7 separate regions of the Mus musculus genome follow, and all the other regions are linked to region 5. Evidence: chromatin contacts called from public Hi-C, HiCAR-type, HiChIP or PLAC-seq and promoter capture Hi-C data. All regions are on one chromosome and are shown on one strand. The core of a region is the stretch at or near the end of the contact, and the rest is flanking DNA. Distances in the headings are between cores, read along the strand shown. Region 1 holds the start of A730081D07Rik (RIKEN cDNA A730081D07 gene). Region 2 holds the start of Rpp40 (ribonuclease P 40 subunit). Region 3 holds the start of Elovl2 (elongation of very long chain fatty acids (FEN1/Elo2, SUR4/Elo3, yeast)-like 2). Region 4 holds the start of Smim13 (small integral membrane protein 13). Region 5 holds the start of Bloc1s5 (biogenesis of lysosomal organelles complex-1, subunit 5, muted). Region 6 holds the start of Fars2 (phenylalanine-tRNA synthetase 2 (mitochondrial)). Region 7 holds the start of Tmem170b (transmembrane protein 170B).

Region 1 (2,700 bases), core at 44-2,543, 2.4 Mb after region 5:
GAGCCTTTACACAATTGAAAAATCATCAAAACACCCAAAGTCAAATTAATTACTTCCCCCTATACTCAAGCAAAAGAGGCTGTGTCGACAATTTGCAGCCTTAGAGAACAAGTGTTTGGAAACAATGTCTAAGCACTTAAGAACTCCATTAATTCACAGGCCTGTGTGAAGATCTGACATAAGCACCAACCCACCCGCTTTGACATATGCACTCATCCCTGACCCCGCCTAAAGAGAAAGGAAAAAAGGATATTATTGCTTTCATTAACCTCTGCACCTCCCCCCCTTAAAGATTTATTTATTTATCTTTATGCATAGGAGTACACCACCATTGCTTCCTTCAGACACACCAGAAGAGGGCACTAGACCCCATCACAGATGTTTGTGAGCCACCATGTGGTTGCTGGGAAATGAACTCAGGACCTCTGGAAGAGCAGACAGTGCTCTCAACCGCCTAGCTATCTCTCCAGCCCTGCACTTTGTCCCTTAACTCGGGTAGAGATGTAGCCACTGTCCTCCTCCCTCAAGACAAATCTTTTTTCCTGTACCATAGGTCAGCACATGGCCAGTCTGATTAGATACAAGAAGCCAGTAGGCAAGAAAAGCTGAGGAGATGGACGGCTTGCCTGCAGGCGGGACACGGACTGGCAGGCCCGGGCTCGCAATCCAGCGAGGGGACACTGCCAACTCCGGGTCCCGCGAGCCCTGACCGTCCCCGGGCCGACCCTAATCTGCTCTCTCTCGGCACGAAAACAAAACCCTTTGCTTGTGATCCGAGCCATGGGGAAGCTGCAGGAGGAAAACGGGTGCAAGGAGGCGCCAGGCTGGGCGACGAAGTGAGACTGGCTGCAAATAAGAAAATCATAGTTAATCCCAGCACCCGGGAGGCAGAGGCAGGCGGAGCTCTGAGTTCGAGGCCAGCCTGGTCTACAGAGTGAGTTCCAGGACTGTCAGGGCTACACAGTGAAAGCCTGTCTTCAAAACAAAACAAAACAAAACAAGAAAAGAAAATCATAAATGGAGGAAATGCATTCCGGATCCCCAAATCACAGCAACCCTCCAGGAACTACAAGGGTTGTCTAGACAACCGCTGGCCACCGGAGCCGGAAGTGGGCCCGCCCCTTCCTTAGGCGCGCCGGAAGTTGGGGCTTCCGGGGAGAAGTTCCCTCCCATTTCCCAAGGCCGGCGGAGCCCACGGCTTCCCAGGACTTGCCTGCTTGACACAACTTTTCTTTCTCTCTGCTCTGAGAGCCTCCTCCCGCGGCTTCCTTCCTTAAGCTCGTCGCAGAAGGGTCACGTGACGTCCCACGTAACGGAGGACGGAGCGCGTCCTCCGTTATTGCCATTTGCAGGCGCCTAAAAGGTGCCCCCGGGCGGTGACGTATAACTCGCGCGCCGGCTGAGGAAGGGAAGGGCCAGCCTCCGCAGCCATCGGGTCTCCACGCCGGCGTCTCTTGCCCGGCACGAGTGCTGCGGAATGGAGCTGGTCGCCGGCAGCTACGAGCAGGTCCTGTTTGGGTTCACGGTACAGCGCGGGCCCGCGAAGAGTGGCCATCAGGAGGTGAGGCAGCGCGAGCCCCGGGGCTGCGGGGGACAGGCGGGCTGGTCCTTCCGGGGCAGGACCGTGGAGGTTGTTATTTATCGCTGGTTCTCTATGGGTCTTGGATGGCGGACTTTGTTGGAAAACGGACAGGTTTATGCAGCTAATCCCAGCTCTCGAGAGGTTGAGGCAGGAGGAGAGTGAGCTCAGAGCTTGTGTGGAAAGATCCTGCTCTTTACAGAGTAGAGGCTTCTCAGAATTGAAATAATATTTACTTGCTATAGTAGATAAAATGTCTACAGTAGGTAACGAGGAATGTTCATCTCTGTCGGGAGTGGATGAATGGCTGCCAGAAGTGGTTGGGGCCAACGTAGGGAGGTGACGGAGAGAGGAGGGCTAATGCTTGCAGAAATGAAGTTTGATGGGAGGAATGACTGATTGCTTTTTTTTTCCTTGAAAGGTAACTATAGTTGACAGCATTAATTGTGTATTTTAAACTAGCTACTACAGCGTATTTTGAACCAGCTCAAAAGGGGTTGCCTTTTTCATATCTGATCTATGTATGCATTCAAATATCCCATTGTGCTCCATAAATATATACAGTTATTATCTGATAATTTAAAAGGTTAAGAAAAACCTTAAAGCATTCCTAAGGCATGAAAAAATAAGGTGTGCATTTAAGCTGACAATGATTGTAGTTCTTAAAGTTCTAATGTAAAAATAACTTCACCTTTCACTGAGTTTCTGTCCTGATTAACAAACTACTATAGGACTGGAGACATGACTCAGCGGTTAAGAGCGCTGGCTGGACTGGAGACATGGCTTAGCGGTTAAGAGCACTGGCTGTTCTTCCAGAGGGTCCTGGTTCAGTTCCCAGCACCTACACGGCAGCTCACAACTGTTTGTTAACTCCTGTTCGAAGGGATCTAATATCCTCCTACAGGCATACATACAGTCAAAACACCAATCTACATAAAATAAAAATACATTATACACAAAAGAACTACTACAGCTGGCCTGGGATGAAGAAAGTGATGCAGATTCACTGTTTATCGTCCACCTACTGTGGGTAGGGCGAAAGGTGCCAGAGGTGTGAGCCCTGCTGTTGTGGCCTTCTTGGTTGAAGGGATGGTGAACAAGCGAAGAGAGAAACACATGGA
Region 2 (2,822 bases), core at 43-2,542, 2.7 Mb before region 5:
CCTACCCCTGAGACAGGGTTTCTCCATGTAGCCCTGGCTGTCCTGGAACTTGCTCTGTTTATCAGGTTAGCCTTGCACTCAGAGATTTACCCACCTCTGCCTGGGTTTAAAGGTGTGCATCACCATCAACCTACTAGGCAACAATTCTATTAATTTCAAGTAAACAGATATCTGACTACTCAAGTTTTTCCTTTCTGCATTTCAATGTGAGGCATGACATTGCAATGGAAGTCTTACTTGAATCTTATTTTTGCATACAAGCAATATATGTTATGTCTTTCACACTTTATAGTCAAGGAAATAGAGTATATATAATTCAACATGCCTTGATTTGCTTATTCTGGAGTCATGAAATCAAAGGAACTCCTCCTGGGATTTAGGGACATTTAATTAGTAAGAAGCTACATAGAAGCAAAAGTGCTCCTGGAAGCTTCCATTTCCTAGACAAACCTAGGTGAGACCAGTTGAGATAAGCGATACATCCCTGACCGCAGGGATGGCCTTTCAACCGAAGAGATGCAAAATCCGCGCGGATTTCAAATGATCCCCAAGTGAACATCTAAAGTCCGTTTCGCAAAGCCCCAACAACCAGCCTTGAGGGACAAGGACGCCAGCTAATCTATCTGAGAAATCCATCAGGCCAATATTTAAGATGTAAAATGCTTAAACCCTTATCATCGTAAGGTAAGTTTATTTGGAGTTCCTCGTTTGTCAAACCGCGTGATGCTTTGGAAAGAGTCACAAGCTGATCCACAGAGATCTGCCCAAACTTAGGGTGTAATTCGGCTACATGTTGTACAGGTCACACTCCGACCGTGCAGGTTACATTCCTAACTCCTCCACTGCCTGCTCGACCCAACACCGAGAGGATTTAATCCTGAACACCGCAGTAACCACGCCAAACTCACAAAAACTCTGCTGTTCCTCATAGGACCGAGCACCGCCCTGTGTTTGGCGCATGCTGGGAATTGTAGTCCTACACAGCGCCAAGAAAAGCAGTTAAGAAACTTGAAGAGACTATAGTTCCCAGCATGCCCGAGGACGATCTCCGCCCACCCTCGCAAGCCGAGGAGGTCTGGCCGGGTGAAACCCGGCGTGGTTCTACCTTAAAGCTCTCCAGCCTAAGAGGGCCGGGTGGACCTGACTCACCCTGTAATTATGATAGTGCGTCTCCACGAGATGCTTATGGCGAGACTTATCGTGGCCGAAGTTGGATTTCTCACAGACCAGTAAGTGCCGAGGCGCCTCTTGCAGCCTGCGCAGCGTGGCCATGTTAAGCAGGAGTCCAGGCGAGCACCGCCTCTTGGCCCGCCTCCCGGCCCGCCCCTCGGCCCGCCCCTCACCCCACCATTCGCCCCTTTCTGACTACACCCCTCCCTCCACCACGCCCTAACCCTTCTTTCTTTCCCTGTCTGTCAGTTCCTGCAGGCACTGGGTCTGAAGGTTCTCAAGAACCTGGCATGGGGCTGGTGAGATGGCTCAGCGGGTAAGAGCATTGACTGCTCTTCCAAAAGTCCTGAGTTCAAATCCCAGCAACCACATGTTGGCTCACAACCATCCGCATCTTAAAAAAGAAAGAAAGAAAGAAAGAAAAAACCTGGCACATCCATTCTATCCCACAGTTTCTCCGTGGAGGAACAGTGCATATACCTGGACAGGACTCAGAGAAGGACTGGACCCTGACACCTTATAAAAAGGAGGAAGATAGGACAGAGGAAAAGCCTAGTATAGTCAGGAAATACATCTGCTTTGCAGCACTGTTTTCCTGACTCCTCATATGGTCTCGTTCCTAATGCTCACCCACCCGCAGGCCCCTAAGTTCCCACTGATCCTTCCCAAAAAGTATAGGAAATTACAGAGGAATATAATATGACATTTCTGCATTTTTACTTCCAACAGAACTTCTTTGCTTTGTTTTTAATTATTTAATTTATTTTTTTCATTTCCAACATTACTATTTTGTGATTTTACTCCAAATCTCAGTTTCTTTGCTGAATTGTACTTCCATGTACACTGTTGCTATCTTCAGACACACCAGAAGAGGGCATTGGATTCTATTATGGATGGTTGTGAGCCACCATGTGGTTGCTAGGAATTGAACTCAGGACCTCTGGAAGAGCAGTCAGTGCTCTTAACCAATGATCCATTTCTCCAGCCCCCATAGCTAATTCTTAAAAGCCATATTGTTGATTTTTCTCATCTATTTTACTCTCTGTGTGTGCACACACATGCGTGCGCACGTGCACGTGTGTGCACAGCAGACTTTCCAGGTCCTTCCTTAGGGAAGATTGAATTAATCTTTTTGCTTCAATCTTTTTTGAGGTCTTAAAGTATTTTTACTAGGAAACTTCTGAAATCACCCAGAATTTTACCTATTTCAGTATCATTGAATCCAGGTGTTAAGTTATTTTGTCTTGAGACAGGGTCTCATTATATATCCTGGCTGGCCTCAGACTCAATATATAGACCAGGCTGGTCTCAAACTCAAAGAGATCTACCTGCCTCTGCCTCCTGAGTGCTGGGATTTAAGATGTGAACCACCACTCTGGGATAATTGATTTTGTTTTTGGAGGACTCCTGTTGCTGTGTTTTTCATTCATGCTTTTGTTTCTGTGTGTGGTGTTGACCTGTGTTGATTTGGAGATGTTTTTCGCTGTTGTTCTTACTGAGCACCCTACTCTCCGAGACTCATTCCCCGGTGTTACTCATAAAGGAGACAACACATTGCTGAGACAGTAACAAAATGGAAGATATAGAAATACACCCAAAGTTACTGAGGTTCAGCAATATATTACTAATAACCATGAAACAGAAATTTACAA
Region 3 (2,700 bases), core at 153-2,652, 2.6 Mb after region 5:
TAGTATTTTTTGCAATACAGCTTGTTAGTAGAGACATCTTGGCATGGGTGTAGAAGAATGTATCACCTGACCAACTTACTTAGAACCCAGCCCCCCCTACACCCCCACCCTTTCTGCCTCTCTGCCCCATTTCTCAAAAGTGATATCACTTGATTTGGTCACAGACTTGAAAATGCTTACTGAGCTTGCAGTGAGCTAGGATAAAGATTGTAAGGCTTGCCCTTGCCAGCTACAGGTTAATGTCCACTGACTTTCACTGAGTTGAAGTATTCTTGGAAGTTTTCCCTAACTAAAATCTCTGTCTACTATGGAAGAGAGAGAGAGAGAGAGAGAGAGAGAGAGAGAGAGAACCAGTTAGCACTAAAAATGCTCTGTCTACTCAGATGTCAGGATACTCAAGTGGCCGAGGAAGCATGAAGCAGCCACCAACATTCTGCTCAGTGTGTCCCTCCTGTCCAAGAGAAGAGTGTGTTTCTCCTCCCACACAGCACTTTAGATTCTGATCGCTCCTATTAAGTCGACAGTTCTTGTAGTGGTTCACTTCAAGGAGACTGCTACCTCCCACTTAGCATAGCATAAAGTACTTTCCTCTACTTTTTTTAAAAAAATAAATGATGTGTGCCAGGCACTGTAGACAAAGACTATTCACCAAAACTTGCATTTTGGTGAGGGAGACATTCAATACACACACACACACACACACACACACACACAAACCCAGATTATAGCATGCTTAAATAGAGAAAACAAAATGGGGGGGGGGCAGGCAATAGAAAAGGGGTGGGCTGGAATTTTAGTGCTAAGACAATATTCAACCAAGAAGAGATGGTGAGCCGAAAACAGTGTGGGAAGAGGGGGGACAATCTAGGGCTGCCCCGTGTCAGGTGGGACAAGGAAAGGGGCATGCCCTTCACATATTTAGCAAGCCCTTGCGAAAAGACAAAGACCAATGAAGACAAACGCGGATCTGAAGACAAACGCAGGATCTGCCGCTCTCTTTAACGGGGAGCTGCTCTTTTGAGACAGGGTGTCTCACCGTGGCCCAGGCTGGCCTCGAACTCACGGCAATCCTCCTGCCTCAGCTCCCTCAGGGCTGGGATCGCTGCCTGCCCAGGAACCGGCTGGCTCCCTGCGAGCTCAGCAGCACACAGTCTTCGCCTTTGTGCCCAGGCGCCGGGTTTCGCGGGGTCCCTCGGCGAGCGGCTCGTGGGGGGGAGAGCGTTGGGCCCCGGCTGCAGCGCCGACACGCCCCCGCGCCCGGTTACCCGCCGGCGCCCCGACCCTACGCCCGCACGCCCCGGCCCCAACGTCCGCCGCCATCCGGGACGAGGCGCGCGGCCCCCCACTCACTCACCATGGCCGCGCGGCCGCGATGCGCTGTCCAGGGTAGCCGCCTTCCTTCTGCGCCGCGCCACGCGCCGCCCGCGCTAGTCACTCGCCCCCGCCCCCTCGGGCGCGCGCCGCCCGCCTCCCCGCCCCCTCGGGCGCGCGCCGCGCCCTGCCCGCTCCGGGCCGTTTCCTCCGCCCCGCGCCGCTGGCCCTCGGAGGGGACCACGGAGTGGGAGGAGCCCCGGCGCCGGCCGCGAGGCCGTGGGCCCCCCAGAGGCCTGCGCGTCCCCGCTCCGCGCGCCCCCCCGCCGGCGCTGGCGCGGCGACCCCTGCCGGCCGGGCTGGGATTTGCAAGCACAGCTGGCGCCTTTTGCAGGAGTCTGGGCGCGCACGTCTATCACAGCATCAGGCTCCTGGAGAAGCCACCAGCAGCTCCTCCGCTACTCCTGGGGAGTGGCTGGGCGAGCGCGCCGGATGATTTAAATTGGGCACACGGGTTTGAGGGGATGACCAAGGGCTGGTCTGGTCTTGGGTTGGTGCACCTGTATAATCCCAGCACTTGAGAGCAGAGCCAGGAGGAATAGGAAAGAGTTCAAGATCAGCCTTGGCTTCTTAGGGAGTTCTGCACCAACCTGAGCTTCGTGAGACCCTGCTTCAAATAAGCAAACAAATAAGCAAACGATAACCATTCATTCTGGGTGCCACGGGGAGCAGATGAGCACCAATAGTCTGTCTAAACTGACTTTTTCAGAGTTTGCTTCCAGAGGGGCTGTCAGGGGCTCAGATGGCTTATTCAAATGCTTCGTTAATGGTGTACAGAACTAGATTCCAGGCCTTTGAGTGTCAAATGACTACTTTTCACATTGCCTTCAGAATGAGCGCGCATTTTTCTTAGATAGCTGATGCGGTAAACTTGAAATGCATACATAGGTGTTAGGTACCTCTGTGGACAAAGATAAGAATGATCTTTAAAAAAAAAAACTTGGAAATACAGATCTTCTCTCTTTCTTTGCATAGCTTCTAGTTCACACCCGGACAGTGTATCTGAATGAACTTAGAGAGGACTGGGAGCCAATAGGAGACAGTGCTAAACCACAAACCCCTGCAATCCAGAACCAGGACTCACTTTATCTCCATGGCAACCAGTACCCACCATCATCAAAACTGGGAAGAAAAGGCACTAGCTGATGTCCTTCCCCCCCCCCCCCCCGTAATTTTCATCTGAAGCATCTGTTCCTTGGACACCTTCTGTGATGGTTTGTCTTTCCTGTCAACAAGTTTTAGAATCACCTTAAGAGACCCACCCCTGGACATGTCTGTGAAGATGTTTCCAGAGAGTTTCAGATGAGGTGGAAAAGACAAACTCCAAAT
Region 4 (2,802 bases), core at 100-2,599, 2.6 Mb after region 5:
TTTTTTAAAGATTTATTTATTATTATACATAAGTACACTCTAGCTGTCTTCTGACAGAAGAGGACATCGGATCTCATTACGGATGGTCATGAGCCATCATGTGGTTGCTAGGATTTGAACTCAGGACCTTCGGAAAGGGCAGTCAGTGCCATCTCACCAGCCCCTGCCATGGCTTTATCCTTGGCACCTCAAAGAAGTCCAGAGCACACAGAAGTGTTTGTTGTATGTGAATGAAAGAGAAGGTAAAAAGGTCTGGATTCTTCCTGATTTCTTTTGAACTAGATCTATTCAAATGTATTCCTTTCAACCAGATTGTAAATCAAACGTGCTCCGTTATGCAAGTGAGTTGGATCATCTGCTAAAAATGAATAAGTTGATTTCTAAATTTATTGCATCGAGCTCAACTCTCTCCACAGGAACTGTATATTAAATCTTGCGCAAAGCCAGTAATGCCTTGATGTATTTTTATGCTGCGTCTTAGCTGGAAAGCAGTTTACACAGTAGGGCATCTGGGAATGGCTAGCACAGAGTTGCAGTGGAAGGCGAAAGCCTTGATTTCTCAGGGAGGAAAGGGCTGATCACCTCTTGCGTTAACAGATGTGGCAGAACTGGGAGTTTTAATTTCAAATAGAAAAAAAGGACTTGAGATAAATACCTTGTTTTTCAGAAGTTAGTTCAAGCAAATGTGGCAAAACCTTTGGCTGTTGGCCAGATGTTGCTTGAATTAAAGGAGACAACAGAACGAAACTTGCTAAACAGGTAGGTGAATTAAGAGCACAGATGTCTCTAAGTCACTCACCAGTTACTTCTGAAGCGTACTATCTGTGAAAACACAACACAACATCTGTTGCTGGGGGAGGGGGAAGGCTTTCCAGATTCTGACGTCAGGGGACTTATTTCCTCACAAGTAACTAACCTTTGCCGGGAGCAATAGGTTGGGTTCAAGTACAACCTGTTTTTCAGGCAACAGCCATCCTCTTTTCCCTTTTGCTCACTAAAACCAATTTTGTATTTGAATTAACGGCTGAAATGTAACTGGCACCTCGGCAGGGAGACAGTCCGACGCACAGTCTTGAGAACAAGAATCAGCAGTCTCTAAGTTGGAGGTGGCGGCTCAAGAACACCAAAGGCACAGGGGACGGGAAAGGAGAGCAAGGAGAAGCCGGAGCAGCGTTGACTCCTGGGAGTGGTAGTTCGTTGCTGGGCGGAGACCTGGAGCTCTCGCCGATCTTTGCACTACATTACCCAGCAGGCCTCGCGCAGCGGCTGAGTCGCTGCGGAGTGGGTGCTTGGTGATGAGCTACCGCGGGGGAGGGGGCGGGGAGCGGAGGAGCAGCTGCAGCGGCCTCGGGGAGTGGTTGACATCTGGCGTCTCCGAGGGAGGAGGGGGACCTCGAGTGAGCTGCAGCCAGGGCCTGGCGTTCGCCGCGCCACCTCCAGATCACTCTTTCCCCGCCTCGACGTCCGCCATGGCAGCGCGTCCGTCCGTCGCCGGCCTCTCCGCTCGCCGTGGCTCCGGCTCCCCGGAGCGATGAGGAGGCGGTAGTGGCGTCCCAAGGCCCGCTCCACCAGCGACTCGGTCGCCCCGGCCGGGGGCAGGTCTGAGGGCCGGTCCCGTCGCGGCCCGCCCCCGCACCGCCAAGTTCCGCCCCCTGGGGGCGCTGCCCTCGGGCACCCGCGGTCCATGCCGCCCCGCCGCTCTGCCGCCCGCCGCTGAGCCCGCGCCCACCCCCCAGCTCTCAAAATGTGGCACAACGTGGGGCTGACCCTGCTGGTGTTCGTGGCCACGCTGCTGATCGTCCTGTTGCTGATGGTGTGCGGTGAGTGGGGGGTAACGCCGGGGGCGGTCGGGAAAGCTCGCGTGGACAAGTGTCCACGGTGATCACCTCGGTGGTCTCGGTGGCCACCGGGCTCCCAAGACCGAGTTTAGAGGAGTCATGCCTCTTGCTCAGGGCAGGTCGCCCGGGCATCACGAACCTTCAGGCTCAGCGAACCTTCAGGTCTGGCATCCTGACTCGAGGTAGAAGCACGTTTCTGCTTCCCCGGCAGGTTTGTCCTTGGTTGCCATAATGCCACAGCCTACCCAGATCTTTCACCGTGGCCTGTATTCGAAGGAGCAGTGATCGGTTTCATCTTTTTATTTGGATGTTCTGAACCTAGTGAGAGATTTCATCACCTTTTGGGTTTCCAGCGCACGTGAAGCTGTTTGTTTACTTCCAAGTTCAGGCTTTAACCAAATTCCCAGCCTACTTGATAATGGGCAGAGCCAAAAAAAAAAAAAAAAAAAAAAAAAAAAAAAAAAAACACCACTGGCGGTAATAAACTTCCAGGGTCAGGGAACCTTATCTTGGTTCTGCTGTCCTGGGGCTGTTTGGTCTGCTGCTGTGTACTTCTCTTCCCAGGAGGGAAGGAACGTTAAACTGTTCTCATGGCGTGTTTTCCATCCCTCTTAATTCGTTATGCACATAGCTGATAACCACAGGTCTCAGCCAGGAGACTGAACAATTGTGAGAGTTTGGAGAGTATTTCAAATAAATGACAGTAAGCACTGGTATTTAGAAGACCAAGTATGGGTTTGAAGTGATGGAGTATTGGGTTAAAATTTTATAAATACTGTAAAGCTTATTCTTACATAGTTAATGCTCAGTCCAGTAGCTATATTTGGAAAGATATGCACTTACATATTTAGACACCTATATGTGTATTTAAATTTTGTCAGTAATGCTGACTGAACCGAAGGCTTCACATATGCTCAGCACATGTTGAACTACATACAGAGCTAGTCCCAACTCTAACATTTTT
Region 5 (2,839 bases), core at 46-2,545:
TTAAGCACATTAACCAAATATTAGAGGAAATGAAAATCACAACAGGGAGTGTCATCTCACACGCATTAGAATAACTAGTACCAAAGACAAGAGTTGGTGATGACAGGTGACTAGAAAATGGTATAGCAAATACAGAACATGCCAACTCCTCAAAAAGTTTAAAGAATAATCAAATGACCCAAAAATCCACTACTGGAGATACAGTCCCAAGAACTGAACACAGGACCTCCGAAGGATGTCTATATATTCATATTCAAAACAGCCTTATTTCCGAGAGTGGAGCTGTCCAAGTCCTCAGAGGCACTGGACCAGTCAAATTCACAGTGGCATGAGGAGTTATGGTTTAATGCATACAAAGTTTTGCAAGATGAAAAACATTTGCGGATGGAGTCATGGTGGCCCAACAACAGCCATACAACGACTAATCTTCACTGAGATTGCACAGAGAAAGAATTCTAACTTAGTCTTAACACACACACACAATACTACTGGATCCCAAATTAAACCTAAGAAACAATGTGAAACACAGTTTAAACAGTCGCAGCCAGCTCAGCTGGGGCCGCCCACAGATCTGGTAAGAGTAAAATGGGAACCGCACAGATGGTAAGCCACCACTCTCCAGGCAGTGTAGGACTGTAGCCCAAAGTTGGTGGAATAGGCGGGTTGAGCAGGGAGTTGAGGGAAGCAGTGGAAACTGCAATTGGAGGCTTCTTCGCGGTTAACGGGGACTTCTGAGGTTTAGGAATTAAAGCTAGTTGTTATTGTAATAATTTAGGTCGAAATCTACTAAGGCTGAAAGGGGACAGCTCAGACCGGTACACTGTATGGTACTGAGCGCTGTGTTTCAGGACGTTTTCCCAAGTGTTCTTCCTGGCATGACCCCCAAGGCGCAGAGGACAGAGGACGAGAGGGTGAAGGACCGAAGTCACCCTACTACGTGTGGGGCTCCAACTAGTTCCCATTCTCCGCTTGTGCGCCCTTCGCCCATTGCACGTAACTGGGTCCTGCGAGCTGGGACCTTTCGTCTCGAGGCGGGCCAGGCAGCTGAGGGCTACAGGGGAGCCGGGGAGCACCAGGAGGGGCGGTCCCCAGCACGCTGCCCCCACCCCGCACGGAGGACCACGCCCTCCACTCCGTACCCTTGATAATGAGGTGCGCCGCACCCGGAGTCCCCAGTGAGTCCCGCTTCTTGCCGCCCTGGGCGGCGTCGCACGCTACAGGGGTCTCGGTGCCTCCGCCACTCATCCCGACCAGTTCCGCCCACCCGCGGCGTCCACGGCGCAGGCACGGACCTTTAGGGAGAGAGACGCTCTGGTGTTACGTCATCACAGGGCGTCGGAGTCGTTGGGTTCGGGGAAGGCGCCGGGAGTGTAGCCGATGCGGCCATGCTGGATGAGGGCAGATGATCTGCGTATGGGAGGTGTTTGAAAATTACTTGTTTCTCGGTTATCCCATCCTACGCCGGTAGGAACTAAACTCACTATGGTTGGAGCAAGGCGCGGCGAGCAGAAGAATAACAGTAGTAGTATATACATAGTTTCTACATTGTTACTGGCCACCACTATTTTATAAAGCATTTTGACATGTATTGTCACCTTAGGGTCATCATAGCAACCTGAGGAGACAGATCATAATTTTTTTAACAAATAAAGCAACACGGTTAGAGGTTAAGAAACTCGTTTTTGTTTTGTTTAGGTTTTTTGTTGTTGCTTGGTTGGGTGTTTGAGATGGTCTCCCTAAATTAGACTAATAAGTGCTGACATTTGATATATTCCATAATGTTCATTTTCTCAACAAATTGTCATGCTTCAAAGAGAGCAATGCACGGCCTCCCAGTGGTTTTTACCTCCTCATCATCCAGGGGTTCTTCCTTAGGACTCAGCTGTGACCGCTTCCTCCGCTACTCTCTTCTGAACAATGAACAATGTCATCCTAAAGGGTCTTAGTCCAGTCTGAAGGAGGAACGTAAAGCGACATAAACGGCAGGAAGAGGAATCGTTCCATACCTGTGGATACTAGCTGTTGAGGGGATCAGGAAAGACTTCCCAGAAAAGACCAGTGTTTGTCTCCAGTCTTGAAGTGAGACATGGAGAGAATAACTAGGTGAAGCAGGAATTGGGGGATTATCGCAGAAGAAATGGTAAACCCCCAAAGGAGGACAAATAAAAAATTTAATTTCCTAGCTTTTTAATCAATATGTAGAAATCATAGTTTTCAAAGACATTTGTTATTCTCCTCACTTCCAAGAAATTTCATATTCATTTTTCTGCATTGTAGAAAAAAATTTCTTTCCCTTTGCATAATTTCCTTTATGACTGTGCACCATGAAGACTCACTACAATATGTGAAATTGAATGCTTTTCTTACATTAATGTGGCTGTTTGTTTTTTTTTTTAAATGTTGATTCTGGATTTCACCTCTGAAATTTGCCAACTCTGTGTTGTGATAAAGAAATTCTAGTTGCCATAATTAACACTTTGGAAATAGAATTGGGTCTTCAGATAGTTTCCAATAAAGCGTCAGCGAAGGCAAAGAAGCCGGAACCTGAGCTCTCTGGATCCCAGCATTCCTGCCCTCCGGCAAGGACATTCTTGGAAGCACGGCTTGGGAATTCCTGCTCTATTTCACCAGTTTCTACTTCCTGTTCTCACCAATACATTGTTACTTCTGGAATAGCAACAAGAAGACAAGGCCAGTACTCAGTACCGATTTGCAGTTACGGCTGACTTATGATACCTGTCATCAACAATGTGACATTTAAAAAATACTTTCTATGACTGAATCTGCGAACACAGACTCGAACAAGGGCTGACTTAGGAAAATCTCCATTTTCAGATGA
Region 6 (2,700 bases), core at 42-2,541, 2.5 Mb before region 5:
AATGTAAGTTTTAGTGCATTTAAGTGAGGTGCACGCATAGTAACTCATTAACATACATTTTATAACTTAAAATAAATTTAAGTTTTAAATGTTTTTGAAGAATTGATGCTCCTGTCCTCTTGTTATAGGTCCTAGACTCTAGGATCTAGCAGTAAGATTTCAGTTTGGCGAGGCTGGATAAACTAAGAATTCAGTTTTTAAAGGCTTAGCAACTCATTTTACCTTTAACATGAATATGTAGCCCCTCTCCACCATCCTTTAGTAAGAACGTATCTGATACTTGGAACCAACGTCACGAATTAAAACACTAGTGAAATGAAAGGGGGCCCTAGAGCAAGCCTTCAGTTTTGTGTCCACGTGGTCTAGACTGCCTGCTTCCACTCTTGTAATCTCAAGGCAAGATATAGGTATGCCCTAAGTTTCCTTGTCCTAGCTTCTCACTGGTAGCTTCGCGTTCATCACTTTGTACCGCAGAAACAGGACACTGTTTAATGGTCCTAAAGCCCCTATGTGGGTGTCAGTTCAGGGAAGGTATCCCAGCATTTGAAGGGCAAGTCCTTGGCTCCTCCCCTCCAGGGCTCTGAGGGTCACACCTGGGGGTGGACAGTTGCACGTGCGCGTCATGGGAGTGGAGCCTGTCACTTTCACAGGTTGTGGCCGCCTGATCCGCGACCCCCGCAGACAGAGCTGGGCACCCGATTCCCGGCCCTCCCCCCGGGTCACCTGTAATTGTAGGCGCTGAAATGCTTGCTCTCTCTCATCATCGCCCGGTACAGATCTAAAACTTGTGCGCGGCTGGAGGCTGCCATGTTGAAAATAAACAAAAACAAACAAACCAAAAAACACCCTAACAACAAAACCAAACAGGTCCTTCTTCGTAGAAGCCCCAAGTTTAACTGAACCCAAATGTCAAACGATGCAAAAAAAAAAAAAAAAAAAAAAAAGCACGCTGGAAGGCAGGAGAAGAGAGGCTCCGCCTGGCTCGCGCGCGGCCTGGCTCGCGTCCTGCGCGAGAGGTGGCGCCGCAGGCAGGGCGGCGGGCAGCTAAGGGGTGGCGCCCGTGTCCTGGAGGCTCCGCGTTCCTCACAGGCTCCTCGGGCGGCAGGAGGCCGAGCCGTCCAGCCCCAGGCTCGCTCCTCGGGAGGACAGTCGCGGGCTCGAACACCAGGGCTCAAAGCCTCCTCCGCCTTTCGAACCGCCCGGGGGCGTGGCCGAGATCCCGGTGTCTCCTGACACCACGCCCCCTACACCTGCCTAGGCCCCGTTGCCTGGGTTACGAGCCGCGCTCCCCAGCCCTGCCCCTGCCCGGCTCGGCTGTCTTTGGCGCTGCCTGACCTGCTGTGCACGAAAACGAGGGTGACTTTGCTTTGGATCCGTCTGGTTGGCAGCCTGAGTTTATCAGTGTCATCGTGACTGGGGGACGCAGCGCCAGTGGTGCGGAGGTAACTAGCTGGCGACTTCCTGGCGCACCGGCTTGTCTTTGGGCGAGCGGCTCAAGGGACCTAGGGCCCTGGCCTCTTCCCGTCAAGATGGCGGCGCCCAGCGCGCCCAGCGTCTCGGTAGCCAGAGGTTAAGCTCAGTGACGGCGGAGTGAGTGTGTGGCCGCTTTGCGGACTTCGAAACGCCCGCGTTTGGTTTCCCCGGCGTACGCTGGGTGAGTGCTGGCCTTGCTGCAGAGTAGAGGTGTCAGGTCGCCGACTGTTATGCACTTTGCATTCGGCTGTGACTTCCATTTCCGGGATCTTCACTAAGGGGCTACACTATTTTTTGTTTGTTTACTATTTTTTCTTTCTTTTCTTTTCTGTTTTTTTTTTTTTTTCTTTCCTGTTTTTGAGACGGGGTCTCGTTTTGTAGTCCAGACTGCCCTTGAGCTCCTGGTCACAGATTTCCCGGTGCTGGGATTAAAAGTGTGGGATGCACTACTGTTTTTGTTAAGAGCACGGTTTTGTAGTGCGTAAACATAAATAAACAAACAAGCACATAAATAAATTAGATGTCATGATTAATAAGGGAACCCTTAGGACTTTAGGGGATTTCCTAGACATCATTTCAGACCCAAGGCAAAAAGAGGGTTTTTCTCAGCTTTTAGCTATCACGGACCAGCTTACTAAAGTACTTAAGTTTTTGGGTTGTTCCTTGATCTTAGGACTGTGCGAAGAGAAGCTTCGAATAATTCTGGTTCTTGTGTTTGGAACTCACTCGTTAGTTTTGGAATATTGTTTTATATTAAGATGGTGCAACAAGCCACTACCTGCAAATTCTCTGTCCCTAAATACAGCAAAGAGTCATTTTAACGATAAGACGGAAGTCAATTTACCATGCCTTATCATTTGTTTTGGTGTATCAAGCTTTCATTCTCTATTCGAAACAATCTGTGTTTTTCTGGATCACATGTTTGCAACTTGTTGTCCTTGAATCTAAGTATACCTACTCGTCTTGATGTAGTGGCAATCAAAGGTATTGACGATACAGTGCTTTTATAAAAACACTCTTAAGCCCCTGTTTGATTTTTGTCTTAGTCAAAATAGATTTTTAAATTTCAAATTTAATTTTTAAATAAATGGAACAGAACTTGCCTTTTGTTCCCTTTCTGTTTGTTTGATCAGGTCACTGACTCAAGTTTAATGGGATCCATTAATATTTTGAGTTTTACTTGCAACTTTCTAAATGGCTGACATCTGTAAAGTAGGTTTTCCCCTT
Region 7 (2,700 bases), core at 194-2,693, 3.0 Mb after region 5:
TCCCATTCTGAACTTTAATTCAGACTAGAAAGATAGGACATATACTATGGCTGCCAGGAAGAATTTAAAAAAATAGGAGAAGAAGAAGAAGAAGAAGAAGAAGAAGAAGAAGAAGAAGAAGAACAACAACAACAACAACAACAACAAAGAAAGAAATGAAGCCCCTTCTTTATCTAAAATGAATTTGATGTTAAACTCATTTATGTCTGATAGTCTATACTCCTGAATTGACATTTAATTCAGCCATTGAACCCTACACCATAGTAGGTTTTAGTACGGTTCCTCTTAATGACGCCCAAACTTTTTTCTATATTGTGGGAGCAAAACAAAAACATGCATAAATATAAACCTGCATATACATTATTGTCATTTTTAAGGTGCTCACCAAAAGCAACAATATTTAGGCAATTCGAATCTTCAGTTACTGGGCAAAAACACTTGATTGGCTTAGCTATTCTTTCTTCACTTCCTTCTGTAAACTTTAGCAGCAGAGTATTTGGAAAAAGATGGAATTGGGCGAGGGGGATGGGGTGAGGAGCACTAACGTTTTTTATGCAAACACGATTTTTTTTTTTTTAATTTCAAGTTAAAAGGTTTCAAACATCAAGGAAGACTGTAACTAGCATAACTGGAGTTAAGATGCTTCTGAGGCTGACCTTGGATTTGAAGGACAGGGAGACGAAGCTGAGTTAGTTTAAGTGCTGGGGAGATTCACAATTTTAGATGAAAAGAGTCCTATCTGGAAGAAGCGCTAGAGCCAGCCTTGGCCAGGAGGATTCATTCGGACACCTACGGGGCCCTGCGTCAATAAGTGGTTTCAGATCCTGCAGCTAAGGGGAGTTCGTATTTTACTGCTGGCCGGCCAGAAGACTGGCTGAAATGACAAAGAGGATCTATTTCTGTTTTAGTAGATTTAGCAAAGGGAGGGGCGTATCCAGGTCACTGGACGCACTCTCAGACAACCCTACAAATGAAATCTTGAGCATTTACACCTTTGCAAAAAGTTGCTCGCAGACGCCCTCACGGAGAGGGAAGGATCTGGAGCAGCGAAGCGCAGGCTCCAAAAATCCTGGCAGCTCCCGGGACCTATACACAGCTCTCTCATCCCCGCCCAGCTCACCGGTTTCAGGTTTCCGGGGGCGCGCAGTCAGGAGGGGGCGAGGGGCTTGGAGTCTGTTCCCTCGGAGCAGCCAATGAGCGGCGAGACCCAGCGGTGGCGCCAGTGACGTAGGTGGCGCTCCCTCCGCCCCACTGCGGGCGGACGCTGGGAGCCGACGACAGCCTGAGCTCCCGGGTGCCTAGGGCGGCGCGCGCGCGCGCGCGAGGAGCGGGGGGGAGGCAGTGCGCGTGCGCAGCCGCTCACCCCCGGGGAGGCGGGGCCGAGGAGCGGACACGCGCATGCGCGCGCCCCGGGGCGGTCGCGGGCGGAGGGGGCGGCTCCTCGAGTGTTGGCTACCCAAAGGCCGAGCGGCAGGCGGGCGGCAGGTGCCGCGGCCGGGCGCCGCTGCCTCGTCGCGCGTCCCCGCGATGAGCCTCGTCTCGCGGCCTGCCCCTGCCGGCTGCCGCTCCGCGCGGGCCTCACGGCGTGACCCGGGCCTCGTGGCGTGGCGGGCCCCCGCGGCGCGACGCGGGCCCTGAGCGGGAGCGGCGGTCCCTCCCGCGGCCCCAGGCCTCGCCCGCCAGCGCTCCTCGATGTCTCCCCGGCGGGGAGGACGCTGCCTGCGACACCCGCCGAGCGGCGCCCCCCGGAGCGCCCCGCTGCCGCCCCGCGGGGACGATGAGGGCGGAGGGCGCCGACCACTCGATGATCAACCTGTCGGTGCAGCAGGTCCTGAGCCTCTGGGCCCATGGCACGGTGCTGAGGAACCTCACGGGTAATGCGCCGGGCGGAGGGAGCGGTGGGGGACCCACTCCACGGGTGTTCGGGGCGTCCGCAAACCCGGCCCGGTGCGGGCCGCTGGAGCACGCGCGAGTCGCGCCAGTGCCCCGACTGGATCACAGTTCATGTTTCTGTCATTAACCCCCCCCCCCCCCCCCGCCTTTCCCCGTGCGCGCGCGCACGCACATACACCGCTTCTTGCAGTTTCGATCTTTTTTAGTCTTTCTTTCCTGGTTTAGCCCTTTTTCTTGCTGACAGATGTCAAACCAATTGCAGTACTCCTATTGCCTGCTCACCGTGATCACGGTGGACCGACCGTTCGTTCCTTTATTTGTTGAGAGAGAGAGAGAGATATGACTAAGTAGATAATAGCGGGGTCAGGGGCTGGACCAAGGTCTAGAGCAGTCGAAACAGTTGTCTTCTCTGCTATTTCCTTTTGTCTGGCTGTCTCCTGGCTTCAAGTTGCTGTATTTGTGAAATTGGAGAATTCTGTGTATTTCCCTTCATTAATCAATGTGATTGGGAATGGGGTTTAGCTACGTTATAGCATCAGGTTGTCAGAGTAAGCATTAGTACACATAATATGATTTCATATGCAGGTTTGCTTGTGAAGAAACTTCTGGTTTTCTCAGTGTGGAAGTGCTTAAACTCTTTTGAGTTCCGAGTTTTAAAAATAGCGTCTAAAGAGTAATATTGACTGGAAAGCAGTAGGGTCAACAGTTTGACTCCGGAGTAGCTGCTTTTGTGAAACCACAACCAAAACCCCAAACAAAAACTCAGTTCTTTAAAATGTCTTAACTCCAATTGAACGTTACTATTTC

The links. A called contact is a pair of places that touch in the nucleus more often than the background predicts. HiCAR-type assays count read pairs that join an accessible place to other places. HiChIP or PLAC-seq counts read pairs in DNA pulled down with a chosen protein or histone mark. Capture Hi-C pulls out chosen DNA fragments and counts their contacts.
Region 1: a contact with region 5 is called in a HiCAR-type map of astrocytes, with 10 times the contacts expected there. The contact joins the promoter of A730081D07Rik here to the promoter of Bloc1s5 in region 5. A contact is called at or near these places in 8 of 39 promoter capture datasets (the 3T3-L1 cell line, cranial neural crest, embryonic stem cells and 5 more), 7 of 484 Hi-C or Micro-C datasets (CD4 T cells, CD8 T cells, CD8 central memory T cells and 3 more), 6 of 115 datasets of contacts at active chromatin or transcription factors (astrocytes, embryonic hindbrain, embryonic stem cells and 3 more) and 3 of 9 other capture datasets (adipose tissue, liver and pancreatic islet).
Region 2: a contact with region 5 is called in a Hi-C map of CD8 T cells, with 8 times the contacts expected there. The contact joins the promoter of Rpp40 here to the promoter of Bloc1s5 in region 5. A contact is called at or near these places in 2 of 484 Hi-C or Micro-C datasets (CD4 T cells and CD8 T cells), 1 of 115 datasets of contacts at active chromatin or transcription factors (astrocytes) and 1 of 9 other capture datasets (liver).
Region 3: a contact with region 5 is called in an H3K4me3 HiChIP or PLAC-seq map of embryonic forebrain, with 7 times the contacts expected there. The contact joins the promoter of Elovl2 here to the promoter of Bloc1s5 in region 5. A contact is called at or near these places in 1 of 39 promoter capture datasets (hippocampal neurons) and 2 of 115 datasets of contacts at active chromatin or transcription factors (astrocytes and embryonic forebrain).
Region 4: an H3K4me3 HiChIP or PLAC-seq map of embryonic forebrain shows a contact between it and region 5, with 5 times the contacts expected there. The contact joins the promoter of Smim13 here to the promoter of Bloc1s5 in region 5. A contact is called at or near these places in 1 of 39 promoter capture datasets (hippocampal neurons), 1 of 484 Hi-C or Micro-C datasets (forebrain) and 1 of 115 datasets of contacts at active chromatin or transcription factors (embryonic forebrain).
Region 6: a Hi-C map of CD8 T cells shows a contact between it and region 5, with 4 times the contacts expected there. The contact joins the promoter of Fars2 here to the promoter of Bloc1s5 in region 5. A contact is called at or near these places in 1 of 484 Hi-C or Micro-C datasets (CD8 T cells) and 1 of 115 datasets of contacts at active chromatin or transcription factors (astrocytes).
Region 7: a promoter capture Hi-C map of adipose tissue shows a contact between it and region 5, with 4 times the contacts expected there. The contact joins the promoter of Tmem170b here to the promoter of Bloc1s5 in region 5. A contact is called at or near these places in 2 of 39 promoter capture datasets (hippocampal neurons and liver), 1 of 115 datasets of contacts at active chromatin or transcription factors (astrocytes) and 1 of 9 other capture datasets (adipose tissue).

The regions. Positions count from the first base shown.
Region 1 is chr13:40,999,853-41,002,552 of GRCm38.p6, forward strand. It overlaps A730081D07Rik (RIKEN cDNA A730081D07 gene), which reads right to left and starts at 1,294. Exons shown (of 5, transcript NR_155347.1): 1 at 1,214-1,294. It overlaps Pak1ip1 (PAK1 interacting protein 1), which reads left to right and starts at 1,158. Exons shown (of 10, transcript NM_026550.3): 1 at 1,158-1,561. The coding sequence starts at 1,478.
Region 2 is chr13:35,905,055-35,907,876 of GRCm38.p6, forward strand. It overlaps Rpp40 (ribonuclease P 40 subunit), which reads right to left and starts at 1,293. Exons shown (of 8, transcript NM_145938.4): 1 at 1,150-1,293. The coding sequence starts at 1,272.
Region 3 is chr13:41,219,001-41,221,700 of GRCm38.p6, forward strand. Elovl2 (elongation of very long chain fatty acids (FEN1/Elo2, SUR4/Elo3, yeast)-like 2) reads right to left here and starts at 1,403. Exons shown (of 8, transcript NM_019423.2): 1 at 1,355-1,403. The coding sequence starts at 1,357.
Region 4 is chr13:41,248,495-41,251,296 of GRCm38.p6, forward strand. It overlaps Smim13 (small integral membrane protein 13), which reads left to right and starts at 1,350. Exons shown (of 2, transcript NM_001135577.2): 1 at 1,350-1,820. The coding sequence starts at 1,745.
Region 5 is chr13:38,633,797-38,636,635 of GRCm38.p6, forward strand. It overlaps Bloc1s5 (biogenesis of lysosomal organelles complex-1, subunit 5, muted), which reads right to left and starts at 1,296. Exons shown (of 5, transcript NM_139063.3): 1 at 1,140-1,296. The coding sequence starts at 1,245.
Region 6 is chr13:36,116,352-36,119,051 of GRCm38.p6, forward strand. Fars2 (phenylalanine-tRNA synthetase 2 (mitochondrial)) reads left to right here and starts at 1,292. Exons shown (of 7, transcript NM_024274.3): 1 at 1,292-1,654. It overlaps Lyrm4 (LYR motif containing 4), which reads right to left and starts at 1,006. Exons shown (of 3, transcript NM_201358.2): 1 at 724-1,006. The coding sequence starts at 809.
Region 7 is chr13:41,604,439-41,607,138 of GRCm38.p6, forward strand. Tmem170b (transmembrane protein 170B) reads left to right here and starts at 1,444. Exons shown (of 3, transcript NM_001163572.2): 1 at 1,444-1,874. The coding sequence starts at 1,778. It overlaps Gm32184 (a long non-coding RNA gene), which reads right to left and starts at 1,638. Exons shown (of 3, transcript XR_382252.4): 1 at 1,121-1,638.